Regions from separate parts of the Mus musculus genome. Here regions 1 and 2 are each linked to region 3. The links are chromatin contacts, called in public Hi-C maps. All regions are on one chromosome and are shown on one strand. Each heading gives the region's core, a stretch centred on a gene start, on an enhancer-like site or on the middle of the called end of the contact. The rest is flanking DNA. Distances are from core to core; before and after follow the strand shown.

Evidence for each region. Hi-C and Micro-C count contacts between places; a contact is called where the count stands out from the background.
Region 1: a Hi-C map of uterus shows a contact between it and region 3, with 2.9 times the contacts expected there. The contact joins two enhancer-like sites. A contact is called at or near these places in 2 of 484 Hi-C or Micro-C datasets (liver and uterus).
Region 2: a Hi-C map of uterus shows a contact between it and region 3, with 2.9 times the contacts expected there. The contact joins two enhancer-like sites. A contact is called at or near these places in 2 of 484 Hi-C or Micro-C datasets (both in uterus).

What each region holds. Positions count from the first base shown.
Region 1 is chr8:61,695,730-61,699,609 of GRCm38.p6, forward strand. The region is part of intron 8 of Palld (palladin, cytoskeletal associated protein); the gene reads right to left. Among named protein-coding and RNA genes, the nearest start is that of Gm51576, 12 kb to the left of the region's middle. Within about 2 kb of position 2,507, at least 24 of the 459 cell types and tissues checked have an H3K27ac peak or open chromatin away from gene starts, as enhancers often do. A contact at or near this core is called in uterus, where this site is marked.
Region 2 is chr8:61,872,500-61,876,416 of GRCm38.p6, forward strand. All of the region lies in intron 2 of Palld (palladin, cytoskeletal associated protein), which reads right to left. Among named protein-coding and RNA genes, the nearest start is that of Palld, 28 kb to the right of the region's middle. Within about 2 kb of position 1,887, at least 12 of the 459 cell types and tissues checked have an H3K27ac peak or open chromatin away from gene starts, as enhancers often do. A contact at or near this core is called in uterus, where this site is marked.
Region 3 is chr8:61,388,866-61,392,974 of GRCm38.p6, forward strand. All of the region lies in intron 11 of Sh3rf1 (SH3 domain containing ring finger 1), which reads left to right. Among named protein-coding and RNA genes, the nearest start is that of 5730405A17Rik, 37 kb to the right of the region's middle. Within about 2 kb of position 2,391, at least 19 of the 459 cell types and tissues checked have an H3K27ac peak or open chromatin away from gene starts, as enhancers often do. A contact at or near this core is called in uterus, where this site is marked.

The DNA.
Region 1 (3,880 bases), core at 1,257-3,756, 310 kb after region 3:
CCTTTGGGGATTGTGGCAGAACACTTCTGAGGCTTTGCCAAGTCTGGGAATAGTTGTTGTTTTTTTTTTTTTTTTTTTACTAGATCTTCACACAGATCTGGAGACCTGGGTAGAATTCCAACTTTGAGGTAATTTTGCATTTCAAGCTTTTGCTTCATGGTCTCTTAGCATCTAATGTGGCTGCTGAGAAGGCCCGAGGCTTGCTGAGTTCCCTGGGAACATGGTCACTCAGCGCTCTCCTTATCAGGGATCTTCTGAACTCCACAGAGATGTGCAGAGCTCTGAATTCATTCCACCCACATCTTGTACTCTTGGTGTGGATTTTCAATCCAGAAACAAAGGGCTCTAAATTTGGTGAATCTGTTTCTGTCTACTCATGTGTGTGTGTGTGTGTGTGTATGCATGTGTGCACATGTTCTTGCTTGCTTGTGCATGTTGGGGTGAGAAGTGTTTTGATAGAATATCTTCCTCAGTTGCTCTCTCATTTTTTGAGATGGGGTCTTTCATTGAATCTACTGATCCCTGACTGGCTAGACTGGCTGGCTAATACACCTAAGGGATTTGCCTAGTTCCAGTACTAGTTTTGGGCTTACAGACAAGCCCAGCAGTTGGGTGGATGCTGGGGAGTCTGAAGTAAAGGGCTCAGGCTTGCTCAGAAAGTGCTTTACTGAATGAGCTATCTCTGCAGCAACAAGGGAAGTTTTTGAATCATTTCTTTGACAATGCCTTCCTCCTCTGTCTTTCCTCCCTCCTGCTGGAATCACAGTTATATATTATGTCTCTTATTCTGTCTCTGCATTTTCTACTTTTCTACCCTGTTCTGTTAGACTTTGTATGTGTATGTGTACGTGTGTGTGTGTGTGTGTGTGTGTGTGTGTACTCTGTAGCCCATTTCCTCAACTTTTGTGTCTGCTACCTTTTCTTTCATTTCAAAACCTTATTTTCAAAAAGGCAGGTTGAGATACAATCACTGCCTTAATATATTAGCATTTTTTTACAGTTATCTAAGCCAACAGATAAGCCAACTAGCTCCATGAAATTAGGTCATTATTCCCATAGAACTTCATAACTTACATCGGAACAAATTAAATACTGCTAGGAAATCACACAGGCATTAAAGGAAAAATTACTCCTTTATCCTTAAATAACCACAGTTGCATTTGAATGGGTGTGAGCATTAGCTGGGGGCTATACAACCCTTTGCAGTCAGACTGGATATTGCAAAGCTCATTTCCAGACAGATTTTCAGAAATCCTGGTTGTTTGTCACATGCTTACCAAATTCTCAGTTGTACAAAAACAATGTGTTGTCACATAGAACAAAAGGATGTTGACCCAATGTTTAAAATTATGAATATTTTTAGCTAGTTGTTACATTCTATCTGTCAGACATTAAGTGTCAAGGTGTTTATGTCAAAAATGTCAGACCTTTGACATACCCCTGATGGTGTGGAGAGACACCTTGCATATCCTGTCATATAAGGGAGGGTGTCGCTCCTGTATGGGAGACACAGGTTGTATACAGGCTGGTTTTCTCTTACACAACTACTATTTTAACCCAAGATGTAATCTTAACTGTGTGCAACTGACTGGCTTCAGTAAGCATCTACATAGTTTCCCATTCACAGCTCAGTCCTTAGGACAGCCAACCACTGGACTTTCCCTCATACTCTGAAGCACACAGTCAACACACAGACAAAGGTCTAGGATTACACTGCTACGTAGAGAGAGATCTTGAAAAAGGAGATAACAAGTCTTATTTTATTTTGTTTTGTTTTTTTCCAAGACAGTGTTTCTCTTTTGGAACTCACTCTGTAGATGAGGCTGACCTCAAACTCACAGAGATCCACCTGCCTCTGCTTCCTGAGTGCTGTGCTTTTCTTGCAGAGGGCTGGGGTTCAGTATCTAACACTGAGGCAGCTCACAACAGCCTGTAACTACATCTCCAGGAGACCTTATGGTCTCTTTTAGACTCCTGAGGCACCAACACACATGTGTATTTATGTATGTACGTATATAGACACACATACATGTAAATAAATCTTTTAAAAGAAAGTGGATACATTGTGTGCGCGTGTGACACACAGAGAGAGAGAGACAGAGAGAGAGAGACCCACTTTTTTGTGGCTTTCATTTCACATGCCATTAGACCATTAGGCAATGCTATAGAAGCGACTCAAGACCGTCTGTGGCTGTTCCCAGACAGCTGAGTAACGGCTGGAGTATTAACATCTGTGAATGAGTCTTCATCCTCTTACCCCAGATTAGTCTTTGAAGGATCCAATCAGGGTAAAGCTAGAATGTCAAAAAAAAAAAAAAAAAAAAAAAAAAAAAAGGCAGCCTGGCAGGTAACATGATGAACCAATGCTGGTCTTAAGAAAGCTGACTCGCTTTTAATTCACAAACCAGGCTGAGAAGATTTGTGATGAAGCTGACTCCTGTCTAGACAGAGAGGGGAGTGCAAAACACATTAGACAGACACAGCACAGTAGTGACAAGAAAAACCTGTTCCAGTTGCTCAAATGCACAGGGCAAGGAATCAGCTTGTTCCTCCTTTAGCTCAATGTGTAATCCTAATGGACCCATATCTACATCCCAGGGAATTCCAGCTTTATTTTTAGAGCCTTAAAGTGCCTTCCTTACCCATGAATAATAAAGGCAGTGAGAAAGAAACTGGGTAAGAAGGATGAGGGAGTTGGTGGAGAAAGGGGAAAGGAAGGGTGTAGGACAGAGAGAGACAGAGACAAGAGATCAGGAAAGAACAACCATATCAGAGGAAGGGAAGGGAGAGTCATAAAAATCTCTTTAAATATTGTCCTGGATTTCAAAGGCTGTTTGTGTTTTAGCATTTGGAAAACATCATGGGCTGAGCCTATAAAATTTATCTCTTGCCTCAGATGTTCCGTAGCCATGTGTGTTTTTCTCTTTCTACTTAACAGTGGTTAAGATATAGATATCAGAGAAGGCAGCCCCTACATTCATCCTCTGTAGATGAGTATACTGGTGACTGGCTCGATCTAGTAATCAATCAGGCTATTTAAGAAGATAAGTCGTTTAAACAAACACACACACACACACACACACACACACACACACAGACACATACACACATACTCCCATGATATGTAAAGATGCATCTCTGAGTTGGTTAGTATGGGCATGTGTACATGTGTGCATGTCTGTAGAAAATAGAGGTTGACATTGGGTGTCTTTCTTTGATTTCTTTCCACACTATTTGTCTTTCTGCCTGTCTTTCTGTCTGTGTATGTATGTATCTATGTATCATTTATTTACATTTTTAAAGATTGATTTACCTTCATTTTATATGTACCATAGAATAAAAATGTAAGTGCACTATGTGTATGCACTGATACTTTAAAATAAGCGCACCATGTGTATGGAATGCTGGTGGAGGCCAGAAGAGGGCACTGTAACTGCTGGGAACAGACGTTACAAATGGATATGAGCCATTGTGTGATAGGCAGGAGACAAAGCAGGCTTTTCTGCAAAAACAGCAATTGTTCTTAACCTTCACTTGTTTTGAAATAGGCTCTCTCACAACACAACACAACACAACACAACACAACACAACACAACACAAGGGAAACATTTGGAAGTTAAAAAAAAAACCCTCACACTTCATTTTGTTAGGTATGTTCAACTTTGCTTAAATACAAATATGTCTTAAAATAGACTTTTTTGTTTTGATTTTTTAATTTATACTCTGTCCAACTCATAAAAGCAGTCATGTGACTAGTCACATTTATGGGGTTTTTGTTGTTCTTGTTTAAAAAGCTATGATCATGAGTTTTTATTTAATACTGCATAACAAGTGTAGAGTTCCCAAAGTGGAATGTATTAGTGTTTCACTGGGACAATGA
Region 2 (3,917 bases), core at 637-3,136, 480 kb after region 3:
GAAAACTGTGGATTTCTTTATATAGAAAATATCATACTATCATCTCTTTGAAAATATTTGGACTATGATTTCCTCCATACCTTGATTTTTATAGATGGTAGTTCCCCTCACTTCTACTTCTGGAGGTTGCCAGAGAGCCAGACACAGCAGTTCAGAAATAAGGACAGTGGTGGGACCTTCTTATGGACCAGACTGCATAAGGAATAAAAATCCCTGACGTACATTCTAGGCTCTGTGATTAATTAACCATTTTTTATTACTTGGTGTTTTATTATACAGTTTCATATCTAGGGCCTCTTAAATTTAGGTGGTTAAAAAGATAAAATTTCCATTAAAAATACTTTTAAATGCAGACGTGTAGGCCAAGTCTGGTGGCATACGCTTTAATCCCAGCACTAAGGAAGCCGAGGCAGGCGAATCTCTGTGAGTTTGTGGCCAGTCTGGCCCTATGTAGCTCTGCATAGTGAGTTCCAGGACAGCCAGAGCTACATAGTGGGGCTCAGTCTCAGAAGAAGAAGAAAGGAGATGAGGAGGAAGAAGACAAGGAAAAGGAGGAAGACGCCCTTTTATAATACCAAAGCCATGTTGCTTTGAGACTAAACTTTGCTGTCCAGTCCAGACTGATCTAAAAGTCAAGATCACTGTGCTTCTATCCTCCCAGTGCCAGGTTTATAGGTAGGCGCCACAACCCACATTCAGGAACTAGTTATCCACTCAAAGGCTGAGTGCGCAGAAGACCAAGAAAGGTGAGTGGTGTCAGGTTCCCTGCCCCTAGGCCCCTCTAAAGACTGAAAAAGGAGGGCCATTAGAACAGGACATGAATGGAGCAACAGATGATGTAACAGTTCACCTTGTATGAGACAGGAGAAACGGCTCAGAGGTTAGGAGTGCTTGCGGCTCAATCAGGAGGACTACAGTTCACATCCTATCAGATGGCACACAAAGTCTTCAATGATGTCTTTTTGGCCTCTGGGGGCCACTGCACACACATGTGCACATACAGTTACAGAGAGACATACTCACACAAATAAATACAAGCACACATGTTCACAAATACATAGAAATTTTGAAAAAATTTAAACAAAATTGATAGCAAATAATTTATATACATATTGTATATAAATTATTTGTTATATATACATGTGTATATGTATATCTATCTATCTACCTAACTCTATCTATCTCTCTATCTATCTTCTCTTTCCTTTAACTGTTGAGATTGTTTTCTGGGTATGTAAGAATAAAGGAGGGAAGGAACTCTGCTTTCACATTTTTTTTTGTGACATTTGGGGACAGTGCTTATGTTTAAAGTAGGAATGCCTTGAAATGACTGGTTTGTCTTCTCATTACTGTTCCTCCCATTTCTCCTTTTATCTGGGGCTACTTTATCTAATTTATTAGTTTGGTGATGCTCAGGGTTTTCTTCTGTTTTGATTTTTAAAGACAGAGACTCACCATATAGCCCTGGCTGGCCTGAAACTCATTACGTCCACCAGTCTGGCCTTGAACTCAAAGGAGATCTGCTTCCCATTGCTGGGATTAAAGGCTTGTGCTACCAAGTCTGGCCTGCGGCTTTGGAGCAGTCTCTGTCTTGGCCTTACTTAAGGACCTCTAAGCTAGCAGTAAGTAGCCTAGCCATGCAGTTGTAGGAAGTTGTTTCCTGATCCGGGCCACCGCACAAACGCAGTCACTAAACGTTGGCCTCATGGCGGCGCCAGAGCTGAATGTGTTCCTTGGGCTGAGCCTGAGTCCTCCTGAAACCCAGGTCTTGCTGCTCACTGGCTTATACTATTGACAAGTGAAGTTTCTCCTCGTGTTCTAGTCCCTACCTCAAGATCCTGCCACCTGCTGCCATACCTGCCAACCGTGCATTCTTTCCTCTGGTTGGCCACCCAGGCACACCCTGTCCCTTCCCAGGATAGCTGCCAGCCACCCAATACTATGCGCCTCTGTGTTTATCAAGCATTATCTTTTGAGCTTTTGCCCACTGATTGCTTCAGATTCCTTGACACTCCCTTCCTCTCCATAAGACAACCAACTACTTCTAGATCCTTAGAAGGTGTCCTGCCGATGAGGAGCTAGGTCTCACTAATATGTAGGTCAGTAGGTCCCTGAATGGATGCAGGATGAGCCAGTTTCTCACGCTCCAGCGCGAGCACTTTTTATTAAAGATTTCCTTCCTTACACAAAATTGTCTTCACAGAAGGTTTTCCGCTAAGACCATCATGTCTCACGTGGTCAATAAAGTTGAATGCTCATGAAGTTTGATATATTTCCAAATGCATGATCAAGATGACCAAGATCCCTCAAACAGGAATGAAAACAACCCTCATCTCCCCGACCTCGTGTATTTATAGTCGTCTTCTTAAAGCAAAACAAAACAAAAACAAACCCTAAAGGATATAAAGGTTAAGTAAACAATGAGCAATGAAGCATTTTTACCAAAGATTTAATGACTGTTTACCATGTCAAATGAACATTGGTCATTGATTTTAGTACACTGAAATAATTAATAATACTATGCTACTAACCAAATGTCTAAACCTACTGTCCCCAGCTGTCCTCAAGAAGCCTGGGCATGATTTTGATGGCCCACTGTGTTATCAAACGACTAAGTGAACCTTAACAAGGAATCATGCCTGCTCATTTGATTGGGTCCTTTGGTGCTGAGTGGAGTGATTTCAGTCAGTTTTGACATGTTATACATTTGCTACTGGGTTCCACTTGCAAGAGACTGTTTTGTACATAAATGTAAATTGAACCATAAAGTTTCAAAGTCAGTAACATTGTTTTGCACATACATATATTCCTCACCGATCATTTGCTCCTAAAATTGATAGGTTTTTTTAAAAAAAAAAAACCAAAACAGAATCTGAAAGAAAGCATTACATTCTTCTGGAAAACAGAATCCAGAACCATGTGTCTGAGCAAACACATTAAGAAGGTTTTTACCGCCCCCTGCTGTTCGTTTCTTAAAATAGCAAGCATTACAGTAAAAGCTGACAGTGTAAACTAGCTAGTGAATAATAGTGAATTTATTCTAAGCAATGATTGTGAAATCCATGCCAGCGATGTGTGCATGAGCTCACACAGGAAGGAAAAACGCATGAGGTCTGTTTTGACCTTGTGTAGCTGACCTTGTCCATTTCATTCTTTTCCTAAACTAAATTATTGGAACTTGCTTTTAAACATTTATATAATGCCAGGCATGGTGGCGCACGCCTTTAATCCCAGCACTTGGGAGGCAGAGGCAGGTAGATTTCTGAGTTCGAGGCCAGCTTGGTCTACAAAGTGAGTTCCAGGACAGCCAGGGCTACACAGAGAAACCCTGTCTCAAACAACAACAACAACAACAACAACAACAACAAAACAATTGCATTCACATAAACATTTATATAGATTGGATAAAACATTCAAATAACCCAATGGATGCCCATCTTTGTAGTCTAATCCTGACTTGCAATTAAGAAATTAGACACGCTGAAGAGCCTGGGTAATGATAGCTACAAGGCCACAGCAAGGCATTATTGTTTTACATATGGTTTAATTCAGACATCATAGAATAGAATGTGATTCCTTATTACATTTTCATCTCATGGTTGAAGACAGCAAGTCTCAAAAGCCTCTTGTTTTAAGAGACGAGTCCGAGGAAGATCCCTGACTGTAAGCCCTGCAATCCTGTAAGCCCTGTAAGGTCCCTCTCTTAAACGTTTATTGTACGGGAGAAGGTATACAGCCTATAACTTAGAAAGAAGAATTTAAAAGAATCATAATGGGCATGTGGGGTGCTTTTGGGCTCCAGGTATGCACTCAATTCGCTGTCATCTTTGGCTATGCCCTGTGGCTAAGCATAGAAAACCAACCTGCTGTGCTATGGACTTGGTTCATTGTTCTCCTACATAGAAATTCTGCCTACT
Region 3 (4,109 bases), core at 1,141-3,640:
TGTTTCTCCTGCTCCATTCTTGTGCCTGTCATAGTCAACCTTGAGGTAGAAGCTCATTTAGAGCTGAAGCGAGCCACACCCAACAACCAGAATTCTGGTCATCCCTTCTCTCTTCTCTCCCTTTCCTCTGGCTCCCTCCCCCTACGTACATGCACTCTACCCCTGCTCTCTTGCACCTTCTCAATCACTTTCTCTGGGTCTCCCGTGTTTTAAATAATATTTCCATTATTTTCAGTTATTTAATCATCTCATTTTTTTAGTTGTTTAAATATAGTTAACCCACAGCCAGATATAATGCAGAGCGTGAGAGATCTTAGAACACTCAGTCCTGACTGGGATGTCACCATCAAATCCCTCCCCTCAGGGCTCAGGGAACCCTGCAGAAAAGGTGGCAGAAGGAGTGTAAAAGCCAGAGGGGATGGAGAACAGGCGAGAACCAGGCCCTCTAAAGCTACCTGAGGTAAAGAGACTGAGGCAGCATGCACAGGCCTGCATGGTCTACACCAGGCCCTCCGTGTGCATCTTATGGCTTCCAGTTTAGTGGTTTGGGGTTTGTTTTGTTTTGTTGTTTTGAGAGATTTATTTTATGTGTATGAGTATACTATAGCTGTCTTAAGACACACTAGAAGAGGGTATCAGATCCCATTATAGACAACTGGTTGTGAGTCACCTTGTGGTTGCTGGGAATTGAACTCAGGACCTCTGGAAGAGCAGTCAATGCTGTCAACCACTGAGTCATCTCTCCAGCCCCCCAGTTTAGTGTTTTTTTGATAGGATTCCTGAGTGTGCAAACCAGTGGGTCTCTGATTTGTGTGCCTTCTCTTGGAGCCTTTTCTGTCTATTTGTCTTTTCCAACTCCCATATTACAGTTTTTGTTTCCTCTCACTGTTTTATTTTGCTGTGTTGTATCAGGATCCCTTAGAAGCCTTTTCTAACGAGAGGCAGAAGTGGGATGGGTGGGAATGAGAGGTGTCGAGGGAAGGAGCCGGGACAGTAGAGGAGGGGAACTAGAGTCAGGATATATCATGTGAGAATGCAATCTCTTTTCAATGGAAGGAAGACTAAAATCTAGTTAAAACTCACCCCTATTCAAAGGTACAGTCCACTGGCTCTGGGTGCCTTTACATTGATCGTGTGTCAGTGTCCGTCTCTAGAATGTCTTCTGCATCTTCTGTACAGGAAGACCACATCATTCACAGCTGCTTTCTTCCCATTTCTGTGGCCCCTGAAGTCTGTTCTCCTTTCTCTACACAGTGGTTTCATATCAGTGGAGTCCTAGAGCACCTTTCCTTCTTCGTCTGACTTTTTTCTCTTAGCATGATGCTTTCCGGATCCCTCCATGTTGTAGCATGTATTAGAATTTCAGTGACTTTTTTTTTTTTTAAGAACATTACACATTTTAAAAAATGCTTACTGAGTGGTTAGGTCTCACTCATTCAATGTGCTTAATAAGAATCATCTTATGTTCTGCCTTTGGTCACATGAGGCGGAGAGAGTTAATTCAACATTATCCACGAGTCGAAAATAAACGAGACAGCAACACAGATGGTAAAAATACAGTATGGACCGTGCTAAGTGCCGTGAGAAACACACACACGGCCCTCTGCGGGTCAGTCAAGCGTAAAATTACTTCCAGCTATGGGGCTAGAGGTTTCCCAGGGGAGATTTTGAGCCAGGTCTTGAGAGATTGATAGGGCGTGGATGAGCAGCGATATTGTGAGAGAGATTCCCCATGCAAGGAGCTGCAGGAGCCAATATGTGGAGGAGGAGGAGAAGTGGGGCTATGTTTGAAGAGACATGGGCAGGCTTCTTGGGGTGGGGTGGGGTGGGGGTGGGGTGTTTGCGATGACGATGGCTGCTATAGCTATAAAGCAGGATTATGGCCAGATCATTGAGGGCTTTGTGTAGCAGTGTGAGGATTAACCTTACAGACACTGAGAGCCCGCTAATGGTTTTTCACAATGGGTACCTACAGGTGGCATGACTTAATATAAATATTTGAGTTGTGCATGGAATGGATTGGGGACTGGAGGAAGTATAATACAAGAAGGGGGTGGGGCATAGTTAGCCCGTCAGCCAGATGACAGCGAAGGAGACCAATGGGGGTGCAGCTTTTGGAGGTGGCTCAGCAGGTGCCACAGAAGGTGCAGAATGTAGCTCAAGTTCAAGACGTTCAGAAGTGCCCGGGAACCCGATTCACACAAGGGCGAGCATGAGCCAGTAAGGCAGAGGGCTGGGCGGCAGGTGTGAGGGCCTTTGCAGCTGCGTATGACATCTGCTTGTGGATGTCTGTAAAGACTCTGCTTGGCAGGGCTTTTGCGTGCCTGAGTTCGCTGGGCTGTCCTGCCAGCATTTGGAGCTATGTGACAAAGTCTCAGTACAAACCGCTCCGTGAGGCTCAAGGCCAGGGCCCGAGCTGGAAGGCCTCTAAGTGGAGTTCCTCGGTGCCGACACCTGGCAGTCCTCACATGACGCACAGCATGTCACAGTTTCCATTCTGCACATGGCTTCTCACTCCACCACTCCACTCCCCCTCGAGGTCTATAACTTAGCAATGAAAATTTGTTCCCACTGGTAACTTGGCGGGAAGATTATGTTCTTAGCCCAGCAGCCACTCCAGTGCTGAATTTTCGGACAAAATTGGTTTAGTGCGTTTTTATAAAATGCAAATATTAATCTAATTCCCTTAAAGTTTTTAAACTTGTCTTGTTCCATTTTACCTTAAAGCGGCTTACAGGCTGCCAGTCAGCAACGCATCTCGTGAGAGATCTACACAGAATATGCTTTCCGTCAGTGGTATATTTCCCCCCAGAACTGCACAGCTTTGCTTAAATGTTAACTCGCCCCTAATGGCAACTACATCATTGTGTTTTATGTGGACTTTTGGCCTGTTGGCATCAGACCTGAGAAATCACATCTGGGTTCTTCTTTTAGATCACTGCACGATGAAGTTGTTAGTTTGCTTTTAAAGTTGTCAGTGAAAGGGTTCCAAAACTCTATGTCATTCTAAAGTGTGGGAACTCCCAGTGTCAGGACGTTCTTTAGCTTGTGGCCTGAGTTCATCTGTTAGTTAGGGACTAGCCCGCTTCTTAAAATTCCCCTCCCTGAAGTACCAGACCCCAGCATGCTCAAGGAAGCCCTATGCTTGAAGTGGCTCACATTCTGGGGTTGAACTGTACGTGTCGCTGTACCAAGAATGCCACTCTTTTGACCTCATTGTGCTACTTATAAAATAGATTGTCTAACTCATTGAAGTCCCATTCTCCAGGGGAGGAGACTGAGGCAGTGTTAGCTGGCTCAAAGTTAAGGTGCTCTGAGTGACCATAAGACTGTGTCAGTTCCCCTTCACCCACAGTGCCTCTCCACTCCTTCCTGCTCTGCATTTGACGACCTTATCTGTAAACTCATGTCTGAGTTGGCTGAACCTTTCTTGGAAAGGATAAACGGACCCAGCGCTATGCTTTTGCTGCAGACCTGGGAGGGTAGATTGGTACCCATGCCCTAGAGAGCAGAGTAATTGTTGGACAGCTACTTAGCTTTTGTGAAAAGTGAGCCCACTTGCTGTGGTCCTCAATAATGTGGTGGGTTCTGGGTTTTTATGGAATGGGGATTCAAGAGAGAACCAGGCTATACAGATGCTAGCAGGCCTGGTTTTAACGCAGCTCCTTCACATTATTGTTGACTAGTTTGGGGAAGACACTTTAGACCCTCACATGGTGCCTGATTAGGAGTGTCCAGTGGCCTCACCCATGCCAACTGATTGTCCCCGTCCTCAGTCACCTGGCCTCAGAAGTCACAGTCACTTTTGTACTATTTCTTTATCACACGGGGCATTGTAGAAGAAAACTGTGCATGTATGAGACTAGCAGAGGCAGGGATAGCTAGAAGATGGCTACCAAACACCAACAACAACCACCGCTTTGATTGGAAAGAGCAAGGCAGAGGAAAGAGAGAGATAATATCCAGTAGAGAAAAGACTGGGTCGGGAGACCCAAAATAAGTCACCCCTGCCTGACTTCCTTAGCTGCTAATCATAACCCTGCCTTAGAGACCAAGGCATAGGGGCACGGGGTTAAGTGATGGTAATCCACAAGGCTGCTGGGCAGTTA